Linked DNA regions of Mus musculus: regions 1, 2 and 4 are each linked to region 3. The links are chromatin contacts, called in public HiChIP or PLAC-seq and promoter capture Hi-C maps. All regions are on one chromosome and are shown on one strand. The core of a region is the stretch at or near the end of the contact, and the rest is flanking DNA. Distances in the headings are between cores, read along the strand shown. Region 1 holds the start of Mrpl58 (mitochondrial ribosomal protein L58). Region 2 holds the start of Otop3 (otopetrin 3). Region 3 holds the start of Nup85 (nucleoporin 85). Region 4 holds the start of Hid1 (HID1 domain containing).

What was found. HiChIP or PLAC-seq counts read pairs in DNA pulled down with a chosen protein or histone mark. Capture Hi-C pulls out chosen DNA fragments and counts their contacts.
Region 1: a promoter capture Hi-C map of adipose tissue shows a contact between it and region 3. The contact joins the promoter of Mrpl58 here to the promoter of Nup85 in region 3. A contact is called at or near these places in 15 of 39 promoter capture datasets (the 3T3-L1 cell line, the C10 cell line, the HPC-7 cell line and 10 more), 5 of 484 Hi-C or Micro-C datasets (embryonic stem cells, erythroblasts, regulatory T cells and 2 more), 10 of 115 datasets of contacts at active chromatin or transcription factors (the 230-238 cell line, the SCID.adh cell line, effector CD8 T cells and 6 more) and 3 of 9 other capture datasets (adipose tissue, liver and pancreatic islet).
Region 2: a contact with region 3 is called in a FOXA1 HiChIP or PLAC-seq map of pancreatic cancer cells. The contact joins the promoter of Otop3 here to the promoter of Nup85 in region 3. A contact is called at or near these places in 4 of 39 promoter capture datasets (the 3T3-L1 cell line, hippocampal neurons, liver and 1 more), 1 of 484 Hi-C or Micro-C datasets (nephron progenitors), 1 of 115 datasets of contacts at active chromatin or transcription factors (pancreatic cancer cells) and 3 of 9 other capture datasets (adipose tissue, liver and pancreatic islet).
Region 4: a promoter capture Hi-C map of liver shows a contact between it and region 3. The contact joins the promoter of Hid1 here to the promoter of Nup85 in region 3. A contact is called at or near these places in 12 of 39 promoter capture datasets (the 3T3-L1 cell line, 3T3-L1-derived adipocytes, the C10 cell line and 7 more), 2 of 15 datasets of contacts at CTCF or cohesin (large pre-B cells and pro-B cells), 14 of 484 Hi-C or Micro-C datasets (the 63-12 cell line, B cells, CD8 T cells and 7 more), 11 of 115 datasets of contacts at active chromatin or transcription factors (the 230-238 cell line, the SCID.adh cell line, T-cell acute lymphoblastic leukemia and 5 more) and 3 of 9 other capture datasets (adipose tissue, liver and pancreatic islet).

Annotation. Positions count from the first base shown.
Region 1 is chr11:115,402,389-115,405,088 of GRCm38.p6, forward strand. Mrpl58 (mitochondrial ribosomal protein L58) reads left to right here and starts at 1,364. Exons shown (of 6, transcript NM_001347645.1): 1 at 1,364-1,572. The coding sequence starts at 1,387.
Region 2 is chr11:115,333,362-115,336,061 of GRCm38.p6, forward strand. It overlaps Otop3 (otopetrin 3), which reads left to right and starts at 1,370. Exons shown (of 7, transcript NM_001347647.1): 1 at 1,370-1,541. The coding sequence starts at 1,523. It also overlaps a transcript of Ush1g not described here.
Region 3 is chr11:115,563,129-115,565,828 of GRCm38.p6, forward strand. It overlaps Nup85 (nucleoporin 85), which reads left to right and starts at 1,316. Exons shown (of 19, transcript NM_001002929.4): 1 at 1,316-1,434; 2 at 2,026-2,119. The coding sequence starts at 1,402.
Region 4 is chr11:115,366,311-115,369,010 of GRCm38.p6, forward strand. Hid1 (HID1 domain containing) reads right to left here and starts at 1,446. Exons shown (of 19, transcript NM_001346774.1): 1 at 1,234-1,446. The coding sequence starts at 1,299.

The DNA of each region.
Region 1 (2,700 bases), core at 114-2,613, 160 kb before region 3:
GTTACACAGAAATACTGTCATGAGGAAAAAAAAAAAGAAGAAAAAGAAAAACCAAACCAAAGAACAACAAAAACGTGAACTACCATGAAATTCACTTGACCCACAGTCGTGGTATGTCTGTGATGTGACACACTCTGCATGTTTGGGATACAGCAGAGACCTTACATTCTAACTTGGAGACAGGCAATATGTTAGAACATAAGACTGGGCCTTGGAGTAGTGGTACAAATCTGAACACCTGTGAGGTGAAGGCAGGAGGGTCAGGAGTTCAAGACTAGTCTGAGCTAAATAGGTTGAAACCCTGTCTCAAAACACAAGCAAAAGACAGACCTGGTTGGGTAAGCTTTTAATACCAATGCTCTGGACTGAGAGGCAGGCAACCTGCTGTATATAGTGAGCTCCAGGCCAGCTAGGGCTACATAATTGAAACCTGCCTAAATAAATACCACAAAACCAACCCTTAAGCTCAAAATCGAACACACAAAGATTGGTTGACTGTCTATCCACTCATCTATCTAAAGCAAGTTAGGAATGTGGCTCACACTGAACAAGGGATAGGAAAGGGCAGGGAAAGTCCGAGCTTAGCAGGTAAGGTCGTCCTTGCTGTATCTAGTTAGGTTGCTCAAGGGTCCAGGGAAGGAGAACAGACTCAAAAAAGAGAAAAGGGTGTTTCTAGGATGCTAGATCCAGTGTTTGTTTATGTATTTATGCATTTATATATTTGTTTACATACACACACATTTAAAATGATTTTTCCAAGACAGAGTTTCTCTGTATAGAAGCCTCGGCTGTCCTGGACTCACTTTGTAGACCAGGCTAGCCTAGGTCCACCTATCTCTGCCTCCCAAGTGCAAGGATTAAGGCCTGGCCATGTATGTATGTATGTGTGTATGTATGTACTATTATTATTTTTTTTTTATGGTTTTTCAAGACAGGGTTTTTTTTCTGCATAGCCCTTGCTGTCCTGGAACGCACTCTGTAAACCAGGCTGGCCTCGAACTCAGAGATCCACCTGCCTCTGCCTCCCAAGTGCTGGGATTAAGTGCCACCACGCCTGGCCATGTATGTATTATTTTTATGACAGGGGCTATGTGACTAGGTTAGGCTCTCATCTGCCTTAGCCTTGAGAGCAGTGCTGGGACTGCAGGTGAGCACCGCTCAGTCAGACCCATACAGGAATCTTTTTAAGAAAAATCTCCCGTAGGTGGTCTCTATCTGCCGGTCAACCTCTACCAGATGTCAGCTGGGTGCGCACCACTTCCCACCATCACCGCCAAGGTGGACAGCCCGGAGCCCGAGAAACCCGGCGGAACTTAAGAGCCAGCTCAGCCAAGGCTGGCGGACCGCCGGAAGAGTGAGCACCGGAAGCGGTCCTGGGAGGTGAACATGGCGACCGCCTGGGGCCTACGCTGGGGCCTGAGCCGAACTGGAACGTTGTTGCTCGCGCCGCCCGCGCGCTGTGCTCGCCGGGCTCTGCACAGACAGGTAGACGGCACCACGTTCCAGAGCATCTACAGCCTGGACAAGCTGTACCCCGAGTCCAAGGGCGCGGATACCGCCTGGAAGGTCCCGGTGAGCCGAGAAAGGCGGGACGGAAAGGGCGGTTCCTCCCGCTGCTAGGTGACGCGAGGAAGCCGGGCGGCTTGCAAGGTTTTGGTTGCCCCAGGAGGAACTGATCGCCCTAGTAACCCGGCCGGAGGTGCGGGATGTGCTGGGACTGTAGAGTGTGATTGCAACCCTCGTGGCTCGGGTAGTGCAGACCCTGGGAGAGAGCCGCCACATACGCGTCTTTCTAGATCGTTAGTTTGTCCACGTTTGCTTCCCGGCCTTCAGGCTCACATTATATGGGAAGATGTGCATTATGGACCTTGAAAGTAGTAAAACCTGAGATCCGCAAGTTGGGACGTTACCCAGTCTTTTGACCCTAGTAACGTTAGGAAGCCTGAGACAAAGCTGGTTTGGTCCCTAAGGGTCCATGTTTAGCCTGCGTCATGTAGTGGTACTGCGTGGGGCCTGAGCAGGAAAGAGAGCATCTATTGAGCTGCACCTGTAGGATTGAAAGAGCATCAAGTATTTTCATTCATCCACTCGCACCTCATTCAGCAGACATCTTTTGAGAGCATGCTGTTAGCACAGTGCTAATTTGGGGCAGAGAGTAGTAAAACAGAAATCCTAAGGCTGTAAAGCTCGTATACTGGAGGGCGACAGACAAAAATAAATGAATAAACCCAAGTAACACTAAATATGATACTTCAGAGATAGTAAGACTCAGAAGGCAAAGGTGAAGCTAGAGATAATAACAGTTGTAGGTTTGTTGTTTGTTTGGACAAAGGATCTCATGTAGCCTAGGCTAGACTCGAACTTGCTACATAGCTGTGGGTGGCTATGAGCTCCTGATCCTTCCACGTTCATCTCCCACGCGTAAAGATTACTGGCATGTATCACTGTACTGATACATGTTGTGAGAAAAGCTCTTTAAAAGCCCTGGATGATCTCTAGTTTGCAGTGATCTTCCTGCCTCTCAAGTACTGAGATTACAGGCATATACCAACAAACCCAGCTAAGCATTGAAGTTTTAGGTAGAGTGATCTGGGAAAAGCCTGGAAGAATGGGCCACAGTGGCCTGAATCTGTAACCCAAGCACTTGAGGCAGAGGCAGGAAAAATCAATTGGCTCATAGCCAGCCTGGATTATATGAGA
Region 2 (2,700 bases), core at 120-2,619, 230 kb before region 3:
TGGCATATTGGTCACCTCAGACAGAGACTGTGGTGTTTGTGTGTTGGGAACATTCAAGGTCTCCTCTCCTTGCCATTGAGAAATACACAATGGATTGTTGCCAGCCATTATTACCCTCCTGTGCTATAGAATCACAGGAGGTAATCCTCCTGCCCGACTGAGCCTAACCCCATTAACCCTAAGCAGCAGTTTTCCTTCTCAGGAATGTGAGGGTCATGAGTATCACAGGAACATACTGTAGGAATAAGCAGGTGCCCCCAGCTTAACAGGAGCTGGGAGAGTCCTTACCTCCCTGGGCTCAGCTTGGGGTCCTAGAGGATGCTCTCCAAAGCCACAAGACTTCTGCACGGCCACAGCTGTGTACTGAGACGGAGGGAGGTGGGAGTAACACCAAAAGCTAGAGGGGTCAGAGTTGGTTTTGTGTTACATCGAGGTGGTTTTTTGTTTTTTTGTTTTTGAGACAGGGTCTCATGGAGGGCAGCTGGCTTCTGACTCCCTGTGTAGCCAAGGATGACCTTTAACTCCAGATGGCCATGCCCCACCCAAGTACCGGGATTGCTAGGGTGCATTGCTAAGCTTGTTTTGTTTATTTAAAATTTTTAAATTATATTTTAATGTGGTGCGTGCGTGTGCGTAGTGTATCAGTGGAAGTCAAAGGACAACCTGCAGCATCAATTCTCTCCCTTCACCTTATGGGTCCCAGGGATGGAACCCAGGTCATCAGGCTTGTTGGGTGCCTTTACACATCTCACAGGCCCGGGAGATTGGACGGAACCAGAAGGGAGGGAGAGCCAGGTGGGAGTGATGACATTTGGGGGTGAGAACAGGAGACATCGGCAAGAAGTCCATGATCTTTAAGGCTGTAAAGACTGATGGGGATATAAGGGAGAGAAAAAGGGGAGCCAAGAAGCAGACGACCAGAGAAGGTCCTGAGGACTACCTCCTCCCGTTCTGCCCCTGCCCCCCAAATCCTTAAACACCATCTCCCACCTTGGGTGTCTCCCACTCCAACTTCAGTTTCAATGTAAGACCAGGAGATGATTCTGAGAAGCCGCTTTGGTGCTCAATCAGCTAGACAGGGTGTAGAAAATATGTGACCTGGACCCGGAGAAGAGAGGTTCCCATTCACAGCTCAGCCGCCACAGGCAAGTATGGACTGAAGCCAGCTCGCTCTCTGTTCGGACCTGACGACTAGGCACCCCATTCCACTTGGGGGGCTGCCCCCACCCAGACCCTGCAGCCGGCGTCCGCCACGCCTCCTGCCACGCCCTCCCGCCTCTCTGCCTCGTCATTGGCTTCACGACTTGTGCCCGAGCCCCCACGGAGTAATTAACGAGGGATTAATGAGATTCCCAATGTCAACAGAAAAATCGATGGGCCTTGGAGCCCGAGCGGCGACTGCGCAGTCTCGCGGGGGGGTCGGAGGGAGGAAAGGGCGTCGAGGCATCTGTCTCAAGGCACCTGGGACCTTACCAAGACGGAGGATCCGCGCTGCAACCCAAGAGGTGGGGAGCCCGCGACCATGGCTTCGCAGACTTCAGGTAGGATTCCTTAGCTTGAGCTGGGATCTCCACCACCCCCTCCCCCCCCACCCCGAGCGCCCGAGGACAGCTGACTGAACCTTTCCTGGAAGCCCATCCTCACACTCACTGCTCCAAAGTGGGGGTTCATGAGTCAGGCGCTCCAAGGATTGGACAGGGCAGAGTGAGTGGGACGACCCTAAGCTCTTCCCTCTGTGTCACCCCAACTCTGGCTCTGCGCCTACATCCTTCTCCCTACCTCACCCCTGGGTTCAAGGGTCCTCACAGCTCAAAGAGGGTGCCCAGGCCTGAACGAAGTCAGAAACCTGGATATATAGTTGGCTAAAAGAATACTCAAGCTGCCTAGGCCTCCCCCAACCTGTTGCTCTGAACAAAATCCCGAAGTTTCCCTGCCAGTGCTTTGCAGCCTCCCTCGGAGCACCGGTCCCATGGCCCCGACGGTTCATCTCCTTTCTCATCTCCTTTCGTTGGCTGCCTCTGAACGCAGCCCATAAACCAGTTTGGTGTCTAGGACTTCTCTTGAACTGGCATCGTGCCAAGAGGCGTGCCAAGGGTGGCAGAGTTCTAGTTGGTTCCAAGTGCGTTCGTTCTAGCTCTTTTTTTCTGGACCCCTTGATGCTCACCCTAACACCTAGCATTGGCCCCCTTGATAACCGCTGGTAGAGCACTGAACCAAGGAACAGGGGAAACCACCAGAGTGCCCTTTGAAGGGAGAGGACCTGGAACTCGGTTCTCCACTGTCTCCACACTTCCAGTTCCCAAGGCCTGCAGTCTGAGCGAAAACTCCAACCCTTTAGTCCCTCTAGGATCTTGATCTATAGGAAGGTTCATGCACTTCTATCGGGCATGGCTCTTCGTGTATGTTCATGCATCAAATCGCTAAAGTCTGACAAAACTCTTGAGGGTAGGTATCATGTATCCATTCTTTTATTTATTCATTCAATAACTTGTCGGGCTGGAGATACAGCTCAGCGGTACTGCACTGGTCTAACATTCACAGAGTTGGGGTGAAGGGGGAGGTCGGGGGAGGGGATGTCGGGATGGGAACTAGATGGAGTGTGAGGGGGTGAAACAGAGAGAACCAGGCATTAGTGTTCCATAGTTGCTCATCCACTTCACTGAAAGGACTACAAAGGATCCAGACTACAAAAACTAAGTA
Region 3 (2,700 bases), core at 66-2,565:
AACCCAGCACTAGGGAGGCATAGGGCTATACAGAGAAACCCTGTATCGAAAAACAAACACACACACACACACACACACACACACACACACACAAAACAGAAAAAAAAAAACCCAACCAACAAACAAACAAAAAAATAAAGACAGACAGACTAAGGGCTGGTGAGATGGCTCAGCAGTTAAGAGCACTGACTGCTCTTCCAGAGGTCCTGAGTTCAATTCCCAGCAACCACATGGTGGCTCCCAACCATCTGTAATGGGATTTGATGACCTCTTCTGGTGTGTCTGAAGACAGTGACAGTTTACTCACATACATGCAATCTTTTTTAAAAAGTTAATTATAAAATTTATTTTATTGTATATATACTGGTGTTTTGTGTATGTCTGTGTACTACATGTGTGTGCCTGGTTCCACAGAGGCCAGAAGAGGGCATCAGATTGCCTGGGACTGTTCCACATGTATGTGAGTGCTTTGAATTGATCCAGGTTCCCCGGGAAGAACAGCGTATGCTCTTAACCACTGAGCCAACACTCTAGCTCCCTAAATCACTGATGATTAGGATTTGGATAAAAATTTGACAGAAAGGTTTTCCTTTATTTCCTTAAAGTTTGTGGGAGTTTGGTTTTTGAGTCTGGGTCTCAGTTAGCCCCGATGCGAGCTCAACCTTGCCATGTAGCTAAGGCTGGTTCTGAACTCCCGATTTTTCAGTCTCTACTTCCCAAGTGCTGCATCTTCCGGCTTATGTTACTATGCCCTACTTCCAAGTCATGTATGACCACCAATTTAAGGTAGAAATAGTTCAGAATAATCCTAAAGAAAGAAAAGTTGCCAGTACATAAAAGATTGAAGTCCCGTTGTTTACGGATGTCATGTGTCCGAGACTAATTCCAAAATAAGCGCATTATACTGGTCGGAGTTCGGAAAAGGGACTGAGAATATTCTAATAACAGACCAGGAGGGAGGGATCACAACTACCGCTAAGAGATAAAGTAGGATTACAGAGACGGAGTAGCTCTCCAATCGAAATAGATGCGCCAGCACGCTTCTGCGCATGCGCACACCCTCCCAGCCACCGCCTCTCCCGCCATCTCCGGGGACCTTTCCCTCACCTAGTGTGGGACTGTCTGTGGCGCCGCCTGATCTACTGGGAACATTCCTTGAGGACCCGTGGGCCCTAGAGCCGTTTTCATGATGTGTTGTATAGGTTAGAATAGTGGAACATGTGTGAAAGGCTTCAAGGGGCTGTGTTTGGCTAAGACGAAGGGATCTGTTGCGCTAAGGTCTGCAGGCGCTGCGCAAGCCGCCCTGGAGGGGGTCCTCTTTGGCAGCTGTCTGTGAGCGGGAGGCCTGAGCGCAGAGAAGCGGCCGCGCGGCAGGGTCCCAGCCGCGGGGGGCACGGCGCTATGGAGGAGCTCGACTGCGAGCCCGCAGTAACTGTAAGGGCGATCGGAGTGGAGTGGCTTGGCTTGTTGCACTGTGAGGGTTACGTTTCTTTGGTCATTTCAGGCTGCCTCCCTACATGCGGGACGCACGCTTCTTCCCTGGACACAGTTGCCACCATCCCGAATGTCAGGTTAACTGGGAACTAGGTTATGGCAATAGTGGTCCCTAGGTCCTGTGAATACTGGCCGGCTCGCGGAAACCCCACTGCATCACCCTTGTTTTTATAACCTTTCTGCTTCTCTAGTTTTCCCCCCTTGGGCGTTAGAATGAGATTGGTGTAAGCCCCACATGGTCACTCCAAGGGATGAGTTGGCCTTTCCCTGTCCTGCTGTCCTAGTCCGAGGCTTAATAAATGCATAATTTGTTCTCACGGGAGACAATAGACTAGTTTCTGTCGCGTTGTATTCTATTCCTCTTGCACCTAGAAAATGTTTTTTTAAGTGTGTATATGTCTGAATATGTGCACAGCATCATTGGATACGACCTAGGCTGTTCGCCTGGTGTATGGTGTTCGCAGTTACACTTGGAAGTTGAATGGACAGTTGTAGGGCTAACAGCTCCTGTGCCTCCTTATGTCTTACTAGTGGATTCCAGGTGTGAATTCCAAGAAGAAGCAAATGTGTTTTGACTGGGGCCCCGGCGAGATGCTTCTGTGTGAAACTTCCTTCAACCAAACAGGTAGGCAGTTCTTTTTCACATCTGTCTTGGCACATTGGTTGACTCTCTGAGGCAGGAAACTGGAGTTATTTGGCAATATTTTTATTTTTGAAACTTTGTTTTTTTGCTATTTTGAGACAAGTTGCCCCTATGTAGTCCTAGTGGGCTTGTCTTTGTGCAATCTTTGTGTAGGTTTGAATTCTACATCTTCTTCCCTCGACTTCCAGAGTGCTGGGACTTGAGGTGTGTGGTTCAACACTTGACATTAAGTAATTTTTAAATTTTATAGTCTGTGTATGGGCATTTTGTCTACGTGCATAACTGTGCACCACTCCGTGCTTGGTGCCGCAGAGGCCAAATGAGATCATTGGATTCTAGGAACTAGAACTCTATATTTATGTGAGTTGCCATATGGGGTGTTGGGAGTTGAACTTAGGTCTTCTGGAAGAGCTGCCTGTGTACTTCTTGTTTGGTTTTGGTTTTTTGAGATGGTTTCTCCGTGTAGCCTGGCTGTCCTGGTACTTGGTTTAGACCAAGCTGGCTTTGAACTCAGAAATTACTTGCTCTTTTTTCCTGAGTGTTAGGATTAAAGGCAGGAAATT
Region 4 (2,700 bases), core at 196-2,695, 200 kb before region 3:
GGAAGCAAAGAGAAGCAGTTCTGGTTTCCGCCAAGTGCCCCTCAGATAGAAACAGGCTCTCTAGAGGCCCTGGCATTCCTTTCCTCGGCCTCTGACCTTCCCAAGGTGGGTAACAGGGTGTGGGAGTAGTGGTCGGCTCTCTGAGGCTGTGACTGGCTGGTTGTGGGTAGGCAGCTCTCCTGATCCCACTCACACTGGCCAAGAACAATATAGAGCTCTGAGAACAGTCGGATGGGGGTGGGGTTCCAGATGGCAGTAGGTCCAGAGCCCTTTGACAGGCAGGGCCTTGGAGAGGCTGCTGGTATCTCCATAACCAGAGTAGCCTGGTTTCCAGAAATAAAGATTGAAGGGACGACAGGGAAGGAACCTTGCTGGGTCAAGAGGTGTGTGCTGAAGGTAGGAGGCAGCTTCTGTGACACTTGTAGACACGGGGGATGGGGGGGGGGAGTGTGGACTGGAGTTACCCATGGCTCCCTCTCCAACAGACCAATGATAATCTCCTCATCCCCGAAACCCCAATCCCTATTCCGGGTGCCAAAAAGCACAGCCAATCAGCTCCACCGGGCCTGGAGAAGCCCCTGGATCATCACTAGCTGGAAAGCTGGCTTCCCTAGGCCTGAGGACAGCTCCTCTTACCCAGCTGCCGCTGCCTGCCACTCTATGAGCTCCCAGGAAGACCTGGGCCTTCCCTACCCTCAGGCATCAGCCAGGGCCCAGAGAGGCCACCGCTGCCACCGCTGCCATCGCGCACCAGCTGTTTTCCCCAACCCAGGCAGGCGCCGGCCCGGCTTTGTTTGCATTGAGTCAGCCGGGGCTGTATGTCCGGGACCATGGGCACTGAGGGGCAGGGAGACCAGCGGGGCGATGGATGGGTAGGTGGGAGCGGGAAGAGGCTGGCTAAGCGAGGCTGCGGGCACCGGGGGGGCGGGACAGGGGGCGGATAACGTTGTCGCCGCCGGCTCCAGGAGTAGGCACACGTCAGCCTAAGGTGGCAGCAGCAGCAGTGCCCGGGAGAGTGTTCCCAGGGGAGAGTAGGCATAGGGTGGGCTCCCAGAGGCAGGGATGGAGCCCTAGTTACAAAGGAAAAGTCCCGTTCCGGTGCTTGTTTCAGCATCCCCCTCTGGATTAGCCGGTCACCCCACCCTCGGGTGAACCGTGTTCACCCAGCCCCCCCGGCCCTGCCCTGCCCCCAGGGCCGGCAGGTGGATGAAGAGGCTGGGCCCCCAGGCGCACCTGCGTCTTGGTGGTCAGCTGGATCACCGCCTTCCGGAAGTTCAGCTTGGAGTCTGCGGATCCCATGTCGATGGACCCCGCTCCAGCCCGACCCCGGATTCCGACTCTGCCGCGGGCTCCGGCTGTGACTCCAGCTCCAGCTCCGCAGCCCCGGCTGCTCTCTGGGGAGCGAAGCTGCGAACCCCGCCTGCCGCAGGCGTCGGCCCCGCCCCTGTGGCTCCGCCTTTAGATCCGCCCCCACGAGGCCCCGCCTCTGCACCTGCCGCTCAGGCCTCCAAGAAGAAGTCCGGAGTTCTCCGTGGAACCCAACTCCTGGTCCTTTCGTCTGCAACTGAGTGTTGTCCTCGATCCTCAGTCCGCAAGACTGAAACCCTCCTGGTATCTCATCTCCTGCCTCCACCTTCATTCTTCATTCCTGCTCAGACCCGCAGTTTCTCCTCCAATCCTCTCTACCTGATGTTCATGCTTTCCTACTATTGTTGCTATCTGAGCTTGCTTGCTTTTTCTCTTTTCTTTTCTTTTCTTTTCTTTTCTTTTCTTTTCTTTTCTTTTCTTTTCTTTTCTTTTCTTTTCTTTTCTTTTCTTTTCTTTCCTTTCCTTTCCTTTCCTTTCCTTTCCTTTTCTTTTCTTTTCCTTTCCTTTCCTTTCTTTTCTTTTCTTTTTCTCCTCTCCTCTCCTCTCCTCTCCTCCCCTCCCCTCCCCTCCTCTCCTCTCCTTTCTTTCTTCCTCCCTTCCTTTCTTTCTGTTTGCTTCTCTTTCTGACCTATCAAATCCACGTGTCTAGCCTTGAAGTTATTCTAACCCTTAAAAGGTTTAGCTCTTGCTTGTGTGGAAGGATGGGCTGACTCAGTGTCCCTGTTCCAGGAAGGCAGCTCAGCAGTGAAAAATCCCTTGGGTCTTGACGCTTATCTAGCTCCCTGGCTTCCCTGAGAACTCTTTGAAGTGTAGAGGACATGACATAAACATCACAGATCCTGGTTTCAGAAGAAAGGAGTTTACCCATGGTATAGCCTAGTACACTGTGTTTGTTTTGTGAGGAGTTTATCGTAGGCTTGCCTCGAACTCACTGTTACTGGTGATGAATTTTTTAATCCATCTCCCAAGTACCAAGGTCACAGGTTCCATGATCACCCTTGGTATTATGGGGTGCTGTAGATTGAACCAAGAGGTTCTTGGATGTTAGGCAAGCACTCTAATTATTAAATTAAGAGTAATAGCTGACAACCCAATAAAAATAGTTGATCCACATATGAGATCTCAGAACTCAGGAGGTGAAGGCAAGAGGGACTGTCATCCTTGGTGAATAGTGAGTTTGAGACCAGCATTGGCAAAATCCAAAATAATCTGGTATTTATCTAATATATATATATCTCATAGCAAGCCAGGACAGCAGGACAGCCAGGGCCATGTATGATGTATGTGTCCCACCCCTCACACAATCATGTTACTGTGTCTAGAAGTTTCTGA